Regions from separate parts of the Gossypium hirsutum genome. Here region 1 is linked to region 2. Evidence: chromatin contacts called from public Hi-C data. All regions are on one chromosome and are shown on one strand. Each heading gives the region's core, a stretch centred on a gene start, on an enhancer-like site or on the middle of the called end of the contact. The rest is flanking DNA. Distances are from core to core; before and after follow the strand shown.

Region 1 (6,308 bases), core at 3,364-5,863, 140 kb before region 2:
CTTCTCTGCTTTTTGTTTAATTGAGAGTTTTTCAGCAAGAATTAGGGTTTTTTATGTCTTCAATTTGAATTATGTTTAATTCGATTTGATTTAGAAAGCGGAGCTTGTTTCCAAGGAGAAAAGTAAGGCATCTGCTGTTGCGGTGAATGCTGAGATTCGTCGAACCAAGGCTCGATTGCTTGAGGAGGTCCCTAAACTGCAGAGGTTGGCTGTTAAGAAGGTTACCTTCTTATCTTATCTCTAAAATTTCCAAAAAATAAGTTTTAACAGTTTATTGTAAATGTGAGCTCGTTTACTAGTAATTGATTGGTTGCGTTGTTATGTAACACAAGCATAGGCTATATTTTTGTGATAATGCATTTTATTTTACATGTTTAAGGGTATTCTGTATTTGTGGACTTGAGAAATCAATTAGTTCAGACTTCTAGTGTGATAAATTTTGGAATTTGCTTTCAGGTTAAAGGGATTTCAACCGAAGAGATGACTGCTCGTAGTGATCTGGTCCTCGCATTGCCGGATAGGATTCAAGCTATACCTGATGGAACTGCTGCTCCTAAAACTGGAGGCTGGATGTCTTCAGCACCTTCAGCTTCTCGTACTGAAATTAAGTTTGACTCAGGTGATTCTTAACTTCATTGAAATTTATTGAGATTATATACACGTAGTGTAAATTTTTATGTAAATAATCTATATGACCTTTGCGGAATGAAATAAGGATAACCTGATCTTTGAAGACAAATGGCTTGACTCACTGATCAATAACAAAATAAAAAATGAGACTACTGTCCTTAATTTTCTTGTTCCGTTCAAATGATATGGTTTTAGACAATGATATGCTGTCTTTGAATTTCTTTCTAAAACCAAATTGTTGGTTTTGTTTCATGTTATACTTCCCTACTTTCGTTTTTGTTTGTTTTGGGAAGGGCAGATGTGGTCTAATGGTTCATTTTATTTGGTGGTGGTGTACATAATGATGCGAGGAGTGTTATTTTGTTTTATGAGAGCTGCTTCAACCTTAAGATGAAAAGTTGGGAAAAAATGGATAAAGAACAATAGCTTGACTCAGATAAAATAGAAGAATTCGGGAGATAAAGATGGAGAAATAGAAGTAATAGTGGGAACCCCAGAAAATGTTGGGGAGAGAGAGATAAACATATGAATGCTATCTCAAATATATTAAAAGTTTTATACTTGACCATGTATTGCTTCAGTAATAGTAAAGCAAGGAGGGTGCTTACTTATGCCAAGTATAAAACCACTCATTCTTTTATTAATATCTGACTATTTGTGATGGGAAAATTTTCTGTCATAGTTTATCATGCAGAATTTATCAATTACTCTTTCTTAACCTCTGAAATTTTTGCCTGGAAAATCTTATGATTTGTTGTACTTACATATTCATATTGTTCATAGATGGGCGATTTGATAATGAATACTTTCAAGAATCTGAGCAGTCAAGTCAATTCAGGCAGGAGTATGAAATGCGAAGAATGAAGCAGGCAAGTTGAACTTTTGCTGATGCTATGGTTTTTGATCCTTCTTCCTTTGGAAGGAAAGCTTGCTTGTGTTTTGCTTGCATGCACCACATTGATGGAGCTATGATTAACTTTTTATTTCTTTTGATATCCATGTAGGACCAAGGTTTAGATATGATTTCAGAAGGTTTGGATACTTTAAAGAACATGGCTCATGATATGAATGAGGTAAGGCTGCCTTGATTGTCATTTGAAACTATTCAATATGATGTATTGTAACATTTATGCTTGCTACTTAAGTGTTACTTGTGATACGTGCAGGAATTGGATAGGCAAGTTCCTTTGATGGATGAAATTGAAACCAAGGTTAACATCATGACCATCATGTTATTATACATCTTACTATCTTGGTAACTGCTTAGATTACCAATTTACACTATGTATTCTGTTCCTTACACATTTTACAGGTGGATAAGGCAGCTGGTGACCTAAAGAATACCAATGTCAGACTTAAACACACTGTCACTCAGGTGATTCATTATAGCTTCATTAATTGTAGATTTCATCCTTTTTCATTTTTCTTTGTTGGATCTGACTTAAGTTTCTGATTTTATCCAGCTGAGATCCAGCCGAAATTTCTGCATCGATATTGTCTTATTATGCATAGTTTTGGGAATTGCTGCCTATTTATACAAGTAAGCTTCAAACTCATGCCTTAAATTAAAAAAATGAATAAAGGAAAAACCCTGCATCATAAGCTTTTGTCTAACGCTTTAGTGAATCAAAAACGTGCAAGAATATTGGTCATGTGTTTGACAAGGGTAGGGGCTCCCCCCCCCTCCCCAACGGGAAATTGCTGCTTTAAACCCCTCAAAATTTGTTAAATCTTAAGCTAATATATGGTAAAATTATAGTTTGGCCCCCCAAAATGCTAGAATTTTAATTTAGTCCTTTCGAAAACCATTAAGATATAAGCCAATACAAGGGTGAAATACATTTTAGCTCTCATGAAAATATATAACTTAACCCACCCCCCCCCCCTCAAATAATTTTTGGCTTCACCCCTGGACAAAGGTTTGTTTTTTTGAAGTTCTTCATTATACCTTGAAGTGGAGGGTCATATCCTTCATACTCATGTCCAAACAATGTCTCAGACATGGGTACTTAAAAAATAAAATGAATAATCGAAGCGACATAATCATATTCTATGTCATAGAATATCATTTTAATTGAACTCATATGGTGTGCTTCAGTTTTATTTGGGGATACATTTTGGATTTTGGTTTTTTCAAGTAATGATTTAGGCCGAATAGCTCATTTGTTCTCACATTTCTTCTATTTTTATCGTTGAGAAGCGGTCACCCTAAACCTTAAAATGTCCCTCATTTACAGTGTTTTGAAGAAATGAAGCGATAAAAGGATAAGTCGATCCTTTCCCTTATGTGCTGTCATCTTTTCTTGCATTGTCTTCCATCTTGAGGGCTTGCTAAGGTGGTCGATCTCGTATTTGATTTGTTTCTTTTGTGGGAATCATTGGTCACACTGGCATAATGTGAGTTTATCTTTCTATATAAATTCGACAACCGTAAAATATCTATATATTATGTGATTTACAGAGATGTATTATCACATTATTTTAAAATGATACTAATGCTTTCATTGCTCTTCATCCAGATATGGACATTGTTATCATACTCTGGAAAGATTATATAGTGCATTGTTTTGTGTATTTCTTCATCCAGATATGGGGCATTGTTAACGTTATTTAAATTGGCTTATATATATAGTGTGGTATTTTGGTAAATAAAGCTATTAAGAGCTAAATCCCAATCACTTAATTAAGAATCAATCATTATATCGTGGTTTTGTAAACTTTGGAATTTAGTTTTTGTATTTTTTATTTTTAAAAATTTAGTCAGATTTCAAACTTCGGATTCAATTATTAACATTGTTAAAATTATTTTGTTAAATTCAGGTTCATTATAATGTCATTTTTTGGTTACATGATTATCAAGTGAGTTTTTTTTTAATTATTTAAAAGTGTCATATCAACAAATTCAACAAAGAAAAAGAAATTTTTTTAATAGATTAATAATTGGATTTTAATTTTGAAGTCTCAAAAATAGATGGATTAAAATTTAAATTTGTAAAGAATATAAAGATTTATTGAATATTTTAGCTAAACTACGCTTACTAATGTTGCCAAGTTGGTTATTAGAATAACAAACTTAACAAGTTTAGGATGGATTTGGATAGGCAGTGCGTTTGTGTGGTTAGTGTAAAAATAGCGATAGTAATGAGATTAGATATTGTAGTGATATTATAGTTTGAGAAAAAAAGTAAGCTAAATACACTGTATCGCACCCTACCGTCCATCCAAATCCACCCTTAGGGTGCTTAGTTGAGAGGAAAAAATTGAAAGGGCGTTTGTGTAAAATTGGTTTTTTTTATGAAATATTCATCCAACTGAAAAAAAAAACTCCATAAAAGATTTTTTTTTTGATAAATTTTTTCATAAACAGTATCATCACTTGTAAATTTTAATAAAAATTTCGTCAAAAAAGTAGTATATCAAACTAAAAATCAATTGCAAAGAATATAGATAGATATTCCATACAAGTAATATTTTTGAAAAGATTTTTGAATTTTTATAAAATTTAAATGTTTAGACTTTTTTTTCGATTATTTAAGTTTTGAAATTGATAGTCATTTAAAAAAATTTGGAAATATTTTTTATAAATGTACTGAATTTTTTTAAAACTTTTTTTGGACAATTTTGAATTTTAAATATTTTTTACTACTTTCTATAGATTTTAATTTTTTTTCATTTTAAAATTTTTAATGATTTAAAAAGAATCAAATTTATGGATGGGTCTAGTTCCTTGGGCTTTTTTATGGCCCAACATTAAGGAAATCCAGGAAATTATTTGAATTGGGCCAGTCTCAAGTCGAGAGAAAAATTATTCTATGACGTGTCAATATTCTACTGCTAAAAATTCCACGTACACTTTGGTCCCATTAAATTCTACGTGTATTCCATCAATTGGTTGAAATAACGTGGAATGACATGCAAATCCTCGGATCATCGATCATTTCTTCTAAAAAATATTCGAACAAATTTTTTATAAATTCAAATTCCATTAATTTTTTATTTTCATTTACTGACAAATATTTGGTTTTCTCAAAATACCCGAACCCAAAAAAATTGCCAATTAAACATCAAAAAGGTATTCCTATGTAAATCTATTGATTTATAGAGAACTGAATGAAGAACAATGTTGAAGAGTTTGAGTTTGAACTGGGCCTTCAATTCAATGGCTTGGAAAGGACTTGTCTACACAGCTTTTATACTGAATTTTGTATTGATTTGTCAGCATTTGCTTCTTCAGCCTCTCGTTTCTGCTTTGGGTTAGTTTTCTTTTTTAACTTTGTTGTGTTTTTTCTAGTATTCCCATTAATTTGTTGCTGATTTGATAGTTTGATCTGTGTTTTTTTCTCAAAATAAAATTAGTGTGCTTTAGCTTTAATCTTATCTGGGGTTTTGTTTGAGTGTGGTTAAATGATGTTTTTGGGTTAAAGATTGTGAGAAAGTCGGAAGTCTTCGAAGGGAAAAAGGGAAATTTTAATCAGTTTTTTTATATAGTCAATTAGTCATTTTATGCTTTTATTAATTGCTTATGCATTGCTATATTAATTCATCCAACTTGAGTAGAATTGTGAGAAAAATAAAATGAAAATTTTAAAATTGCAAATGGGAAAAAGTTTTGAATTTTATGATATGCAAAAATCGCCATTATCTAGTAAAATGATTATCAAATATATTGGATCTTAATTGGGTTAGGATGGATAGTTTTATCATATTTTATGGTTCATCATCATATTTGGTAATTAGTCATTAGCCTTCTATTGTGAACATTGATGAATTAGAATTTGTCTTTTGGATAATTCGGGTTGAAAATACCCGTTTTTGTGATCGAACTTACTTCAAAATGTACCATATGAAATGAATTGAGAAGTGTTGAGGGGAATCAGCTCTCTTTCGGGAGTAGTCTTTGAAGTGTCGTCCATTGAGCAGCTGATCGGGCCCTCAAACAGTGGAGGAATTGTGCTCAGGGTATCTATGCTCAGTTTTAGCCTCAGGTTTTGTCTCCCAACTCCAAGGAGAGCCCAACGGGTTCATGGAGTTTGGGGAGCGCCTCGCCATCAAGGAAATGTTTAGCATTTTGGCCTCCTTGGTGGGGTTGAAATCCATGCCCTTATATGGCATTAGTGGTTAAGAACACTACCACTTGGCTAGACTAGGTGCTCAGCAATGTCTTCATAGAAGTGCATCGTCTGTTTCATTGTTGTATGATGTTTTAAGTCTGAGGAGCCAAATAGCCAGTGCTTGCTTTTTGAACATCGAAATTAATATTCTTGGAGTTTGCAACCATTGCATATACTTTCAATATGTCTTTGCTTAACATTTCAACTTGGATGTGTAGATGAAAATCTAGGAAATGCTGCTGAGTTGTTCGAGAGAGTTTCACAGAGTATAAAAGTGAAGCGTTATAGTGAGGCACTCAATGATCTCAATGCTGCTATTGAGGCAGATCCAGCACTTTCAGAAGCATATATGCGCCGTGCATCCCTTTTATGTCAGCTATGCCGGTATTGTTGAATCATAGGAAGTTTGGATATATATATATATAATCTATCATTCGCAGTACTCTCTTTTCCTTTCACATTTTTGGTTAAAAAAATGATGAAAACTACTACGAAACTATGATTTTATTGAGCTATCCTGAAGTCTTTGATGGCATTTGTCTGTACTAAAAATGTTTTTTCATTGCA
Region 2 (6,453 bases), core at 790-3,289:
CTCGTTGCGACGTCGTCTCTACTTCACCATTTTAACGTTGTCGCATTGTCCCGATGATCCTCGCCATAACGTTGATTTTGTTTCGTCTCTAATTTGTCCGGAATGCGACAGAGTATGCCTTATAATATAATCAATAAGTAAAATTATGTTATTAGTATGCATAGATTACAAATTTAATCAGTATATTTTAATATTTTATATTTTCGAGTTTAATCCAGCAGCAAAAATTGGGATTAGGTCCAAATATGTAAAGAGAGAGCAATCATGATTTTTATTGACAGATGATTGTTGGGCCTTAGAAAAGTTGAAAGTGATTGGATTTTTCTTTTGGTGAAATTCGATCCATTTTAGTGGAATGACACTTGTAAATAGATGAGTTTAACTCCAAATTCGATTACCCGACGCACTTCAATAGTTGTCCGTTAAAGTTATAAATATAATCTAATGATTGACCGTTAAAATTATAGGAGTGAAGTTAAAAATGTAATTTCATCATTTTATTAATGTAAAATTTTATAATTTCGAAGGGATTAAACTATATGCTTTTTGTTTTTGGAAATTTAAATTTTAAAAAGGTTTTGAATATAATGTTACCGTTAAATTAATTTAAAATTTTACAAATACTCAAAGGATTAAAAGAATAATTTTTTATTTTTGGGGAGCCAGAGCCCTGCCTACCTCCTCTATGCATAATCTATGGTGGAAGCTTGTTTCAAAGAAGTGGATGTTAATTTGATTCTTCCACATCGAAGTAGCTTTTGTACAAATTGATGGTTGTCCATTAAAGTTATATGCATAATCTTAACTTGCTTTTATGATATTTGATAATGGAAGCTTATTTTAGTGAAGTTGCTTTTAATATGGTCCTTTTGTATCAAAGTAGCTTTGTCGGATTTGATGGTTGTCCAATAAAGTTATAAGCATAGTTTTAGCTTGCTTTCATGATATTCGATGGTGGAAGTCACTCTTAGTCTCTTCAATTTGGTTTTAGAATTTCTGGCCTTGTTTTGTACGAGATTTGAGTCTATGGATGCTATTGAAATTAGTGATTCAAATACATCCTTACCCATTAAAATTAAGGGGAGATGGTTGAAGGATAATTGTTAGGTTGGAGTAGTTTTGAGTCAAGTTGATTCGGATTTAAAATTTCAATATAAAACTCTAAAATTTAGGTTTAAAGAATAGAAATCAGTGGCTGAAGGGTTTTTCAATTCAGAAATTTCGTATTCGACTTGTCTAAAGATTTTTGCTTGCATAGTCTTCACTAAATTAATTATAACTTAAGTTTCCGAACTCGAATTGATGCATTTTAAAGTGCATTGCGAAGTTAAATGAGATCTTCAATTCATAAGAAGATAACTAAAAAATACCCGAATTCTATTTAAAAATACATTACAAATTGATCGATGTTCCAAATTTGAACTCAAATGAGTTTTTTTTGTAAGAGAAGATAGGGATGGGAATGTGTAAGATATTTTTTTTCATATAAGCAAATCAAAGAAGAAAGCAAGCAAGCAATTATGATTCATTGACTCTTTGTCTATAATAGCCATTATGTTTCCATTTAGTGGAACTCCCCTATTTAGGCTGCTTCATGTTACAATTGCAACAAAGCCACTAAGGGTGGGTTTGGATGGGCAATTGGGTGCGGTGCGGTGCGTTTAGCTTACTTTTTGTCTCACGCTACAGTATCACTACAGTATCTAATCTCACCTCCACCGCTGTTTTTACACTAACCGCAGGTAAACGCACCGCCCATCCAAACTCACCCTAAATCTCTTGTATGGGTGGAAGATTTTTTTAATGTTTTTTTAAATATTTTAAATAAATATTTTTAGTTTAATTTTTAGTTTTTTAATAAAATTTATATTATTATATATTTAAGCAAATATAGATATATTGATATACAAATATAAATTTTAAAATAGTTAAGAAGAAAAATAAAATTAATTTAAAATATTAAAATCTTGATCAAAAATCAAAATACATCAAAATAATAAAACATTTCGAAATTTTAATCGAAACAAAACTTAAATACCAATTTAATTGGATGCCTCTATAAAATGCACCTAAGCTAACCAAAACTCTTACATAAACCCATCTTATTATTTGGTTCCATTAACTAAAGAATGTGGAGCGTGAAGCTTTTGGTGCTGTTTCTGGTTGCAATGATGGTGAGTTCTAGTTGCATGACAACAAGGCCGACGAGAGCTGTGATCGGCGGAACATACGGCTGGCGAGAGCAACAGCGATACCATGCCGTCAGGAAAGAAAATGAGGTTGAACGACGGAAGAACATGGTCGAGGATAGCTCGGACAAGAACATAGACAATCACCACAACATTCCAAGACAAAGGTATGATGATTGGGGCAACAATTCTCCCAACATTGGTGATGAAGGAAATGAATAGAAATCAATACCATTGAGCTATGTGCTATATGTTGTGAGGTTATTTTGAAATATGAGAATTTCTATTTAAAAAACATGAGTGTTTTAAATTAAAATCGGAACCGTTATTGATTTTTTTTAGTTAAGTATAATCGTTTACTTGTAAAATCACCTTTTATAAAAAAAAAATAATTTTAAGATTCGCGTTAAAATCCATAAAAAAAATTAAGTTTGAAAATTAATTATGTAAAGTGTAGTACCCTCACGACATTCAAAATTAATACATTGATAACTATGCGATATTAAAAATTTCAAAATTCAGAAATACGAAACCTAGTATTTAATTATAATCCTTTGAAGCATTCATATATAATAAAACAATTTTATTTGAACTGAAGCATATTAAATGTGTCCATGCTTACACATAATTGCTTGTTTACGAAAAAGGTTTTCAACCTTTTTATCTACCTTCTTGATTATATTTTCTTTTTTGATAATTTCATTATAGGCTAAGATTATATTTATTTTTTTTGATGTAATGTCTAAAATTATTATAGTTTTTTTAACTCATAAATAAGAGATAATACATTTCAGAGCATTGGAACCTATGTCATCCTATATTAACAATAATATTCATGTTAATCGAGCTAAAACTCAATCGAGTATTGAACACGTATCTTAATACTTCTAAAAAGAATCCCTTCTTTTCTATTGTGTTTGAGCGTCGGCCACCCAAAGGGTATACGACCACCGCTTCACATTCTCCAACACTAATGGTTCATCGTCGTTTAGGTTTGGGATGATGACTTTAGGTAAACCGAAAGGGTCCCCTTTTTTACTTCCTTTTGACCTTTCTCCTACCTTGTCGGCAAGTTTTGAGTAAAAGGGTCGTGGGTGGTGATGGTAATGGTGGGCTATTGTGTGAAGCTCGGTTGAGGAGGTAGGAAGTTACAAATATGGTGAACAGGGTTGTGAAGGGCGGAGATGTTGAGTGGGCGAAAGAGAATGTGGAATTTGGTTTTTCTTCCGTAAAAGAATCTACCTGTTGAATTTAAGGTTTCGGCTATTAAAAGGTGCATGAGCTCCTCATGGGATTGCCAGCTGCTACAATGAGCTGAAGGTACTGCTGCCAGGACCCGCGACCCTGCGACCTTGCAATTATCCTGTGCAGCTAACGAGCCAACAAGAGTTTTGGACTTTTTTTTTGTAGTTTTATAAAATAGTTAACTATTCTCTTACTAATGGGTCAAAGCCCAAAGCCTTTTTTGTCCATCACTATCCAAGCAAATAAAATTCGATGTCTACACTATATATATCAAAACTAAAGTTGGCTTGGCTGTTAAGAGTTTGTCTATGTTTATTTTTGGCAATTAAAAGGCGTATTTTTTTTATGGAATTAGCATTGATTTTAATGGTCAAAAAGCATTTCTTTTGGAAATTAAAAAAAACACCTTCAAATTTACATCTTTTTATTTCAATAAGACTCAACTGGCAAAGCAAACATAGTTTGCAAAAACAAGAATAAAATTATTTATTTAAAATGTAAGACATTATTCACTTAAATTCTAAAATTATTAAGATAAAAATATGGGTAAATTGTAAATCTATTCCCTTATATTTACTTAAAATTACATTTTGATATGAAAAATTACTTTATAATCACTAATATTATTGACTTATAACATCACTCAACCACTAACTCAAGTTGAGTTTAACTTTAAAATCAAATTGTGTAAATAGCCTCCATAGTTTTTCTTTTGAGCTAATTTAATTATTTTACTTCTTTTCTTCAAAGACTCGAGGAGAAAAATGATGATTAGATCTGTCTAAAGCCCGAGTTATCTAGACTCGGTTATCTACTTAATCTGGTAAGCTTAATATAAGATAATTCGATCCAACCCATAAATAAGCCTGAAAAGAGGCATTTTCTATCAAACGAGAAGACAAATTTCCAGCAAAAGAGAAGGCAAAAGGAAACAAGTTCCATAACCATAACTGCTTCAGATGCACTTACAGACATCGGAATTTTTGAGTTTCGAACTAAAACTGAAGCTTGTGCACAAAATATGTAAGTAAAACATATTGCTTAAACATCAGTTTAGCCATATTCCTGGCTGTTAAAATTGCTAAAAGTTGTGTTTCTTTTAACTTGTTGCAACGTTTACCAGATATTTCCTACTGGTCTGGGAACATATTTATATGTGCAGATTACGATAGGTGTTAAAAGAGGGGGGACTGTTAGGGGAAAAACACGGCTTCTTTACAACTAAAACTCGAATTGCAGCTTTGATTCACTGCAAATCGACTGAAAATGCACTACTTCAATTACACTTCTTTCCGCGTAGGTTTCTCCCGTGAGTGTTGATTGGAGCGGCTTTAGTTGTTGTCGGTTGTTTGGATGAAGGATCGGAATTGATGGATGAAAGATTTGGGCTGCGAGCCTTTGGGTATGGATGAATGGTCGCAAGTTCACGGATACGGCATACCACTGTCTTTGGTAATGGACGTACATAATGCTTCACGTTAGTCTCACCCTGCAACTAACGTTTAAAACAATGATTGTGATTGCACCATATATAAACTGCTCTTAGTAAAACACAATATGACCATGAAGAAAAATTGTCCTACTGACATTGTAGTGAGTGGACCACTTAATTAGGCAGATCAAATCAACTTGGATCGAGTCAATTTAAGCTTTAAAATTGCTAGGTCATGTCAATTTTGTTCATTTTTGAGTTCAGGTCATTTTGGGTTGGAGTCGTTTCAGGTTGGGTTTGGTCATGTACACTTAGGTCTTTTTGGGTTAATTGTTTGATTCATTTCAAGTTCAAAGGGTTCAGATTGTTGACTTTTTATAGTCAAACAAGGTAGAGTCGGGTTAATCAAATCAGGTTCTTGGAATCAGACTAGAAGTGATAAGTCTAATAAGGAGTAATGTAACTCGAAACAATAATTTGAATATGAAAGTGCAAATAAAGAAGGAAAAAACGAAAAACGGGAAGCTAACCTCTTTCCTGTTGTGTTTATGAGCAGAGCTAGATCTTAGAAGGTTTCGCCATTTGTCCTGTAGAGGGAGATCCGTATTTAAAAATAATTTGAGTATGAAAACATGGGGAAAACTATATGGTTGGATAAAGCAGCGAGGTACCCTTAGATCAACAGGTGTCCGGTAAGCAGATGATGCGAATAGAAGCTTTTTAATATCGGTCCATCTTCCAACACCATACTGAGCAATTCCATCAACCAACTTAATCACCTCCGCAAGAGTCCACATCCTTTGATGCTTCCTCCTATCACAAGCCGTTTTGAATCTTTTGGTCCTCTTACACTCATCTTCAGATTCAGATGCTGAAAGCTCACAATCAGATTCAAACTCCTGCAAAGAAAAAGAGAAAAATAATCACACTGAAGGAAGTACGATTTACTACTTCCAAAGCTGCAAAACAAAAAACGAAAATCAAGGAACGAGAATGCCATCTCCTCGTGCAAGTGAGAACAACAGTATCACATCCTCAGTAGTCACTTGTTTTATTCTAGCTCAAAGTTTGCATAGAAGAAAATCTAATATCATAAAGTTCTCCATACAATATACAAAAGGTTCCATACAGCATGTATCAATGCATATATGATACCATAATAAATTTCTATACTAAAATACAGCAAAATAACCCTACCAAGATGTCAACAAATATGTGTTACCAGAAGGCAGTGAAGATTTTTAAAAACCATTTCCTTACATCTAATGTTTTAACCAAGGTTTTCAGAACTGGACCGGTGGTTGAACTGGTCAGACCTCCAGTTCACCGCTCCAATAAAAAATCATTAAAAACTCATTAAACCAGTTCAGTCCAATCATCTGGTCTAGTTCTGAAAACGATTTTTAAAAACCATTTCCTTACATCTAATGTTTTAACCAAGGTTTTCAGAACTGGACCAGTGGTCAACCGGTCAGACCTCCAGCTCACCGCTCCGATAAAAAATCATTAAACCAGTTCAGTCCAACCATCTGGTCTAGTTCTGAAAACCATGGTTTTAACATGTATTTGTGGGAAATATCACCAATT

Evidence for each region. Hi-C and Micro-C count contacts between places; a contact is called where the count stands out from the background.
Region 1: a Hi-C map of fibers shows a contact between it and region 2, with 2.1 times the contacts expected there. The contact joins the promoter of LOC107905293 here to the promoter of LOC107905304 in region 2. A contact is called at or near these places in 8 of 34 Hi-C or Micro-C datasets (fibers, hypocotyl, leaf and 1 more).

Annotation. Positions count from the first base shown.
Region 1 is chrD01:63,596,521-63,602,828 of Gossypium_hirsutum_v2.1, reverse strand. It overlaps LOC107905293 (dnaJ protein P58IPK homolog), which reads left to right and starts at 4,613. Exons shown (of 9, transcript XM_016831921.2): 1 at 4,613-4,883; 2 at 5,960-6,125. The coding sequence starts at 4,751. It overlaps LOC107905292 (syntaxin-71), which reads left to right. Exons shown (of 9, transcript XM_016831919.2): 2 at 95-220; 3 at 457-619; 4 at 1,414-1,499; 5 at 1,635-1,703; 6 at 1,797-1,841; 7 at 1,943-2,005; 8 at 2,094-2,170; 9 at 2,868-3,204. The coding sequence ends at 2,883.
Region 2 is chrD01:63,449,608-63,456,060 of Gossypium_hirsutum_v2.1, reverse strand. It overlaps LOC107905304, which reads left to right and starts at 2,039. Exons shown (of 2, transcript XM_016831931.2): 1 at 2,039-2,356; 2 at 3,182-3,779. The coding sequence starts at 2,130. The coding sequence ends at 3,272. It overlaps LOC107905305, which reads right to left. Exons shown (of 10, transcript XM_016831934.2): 8 at 5,538-5,765; 9 at 5,397-5,453; 10 at 4,352-4,923. The coding sequence ends at 4,711.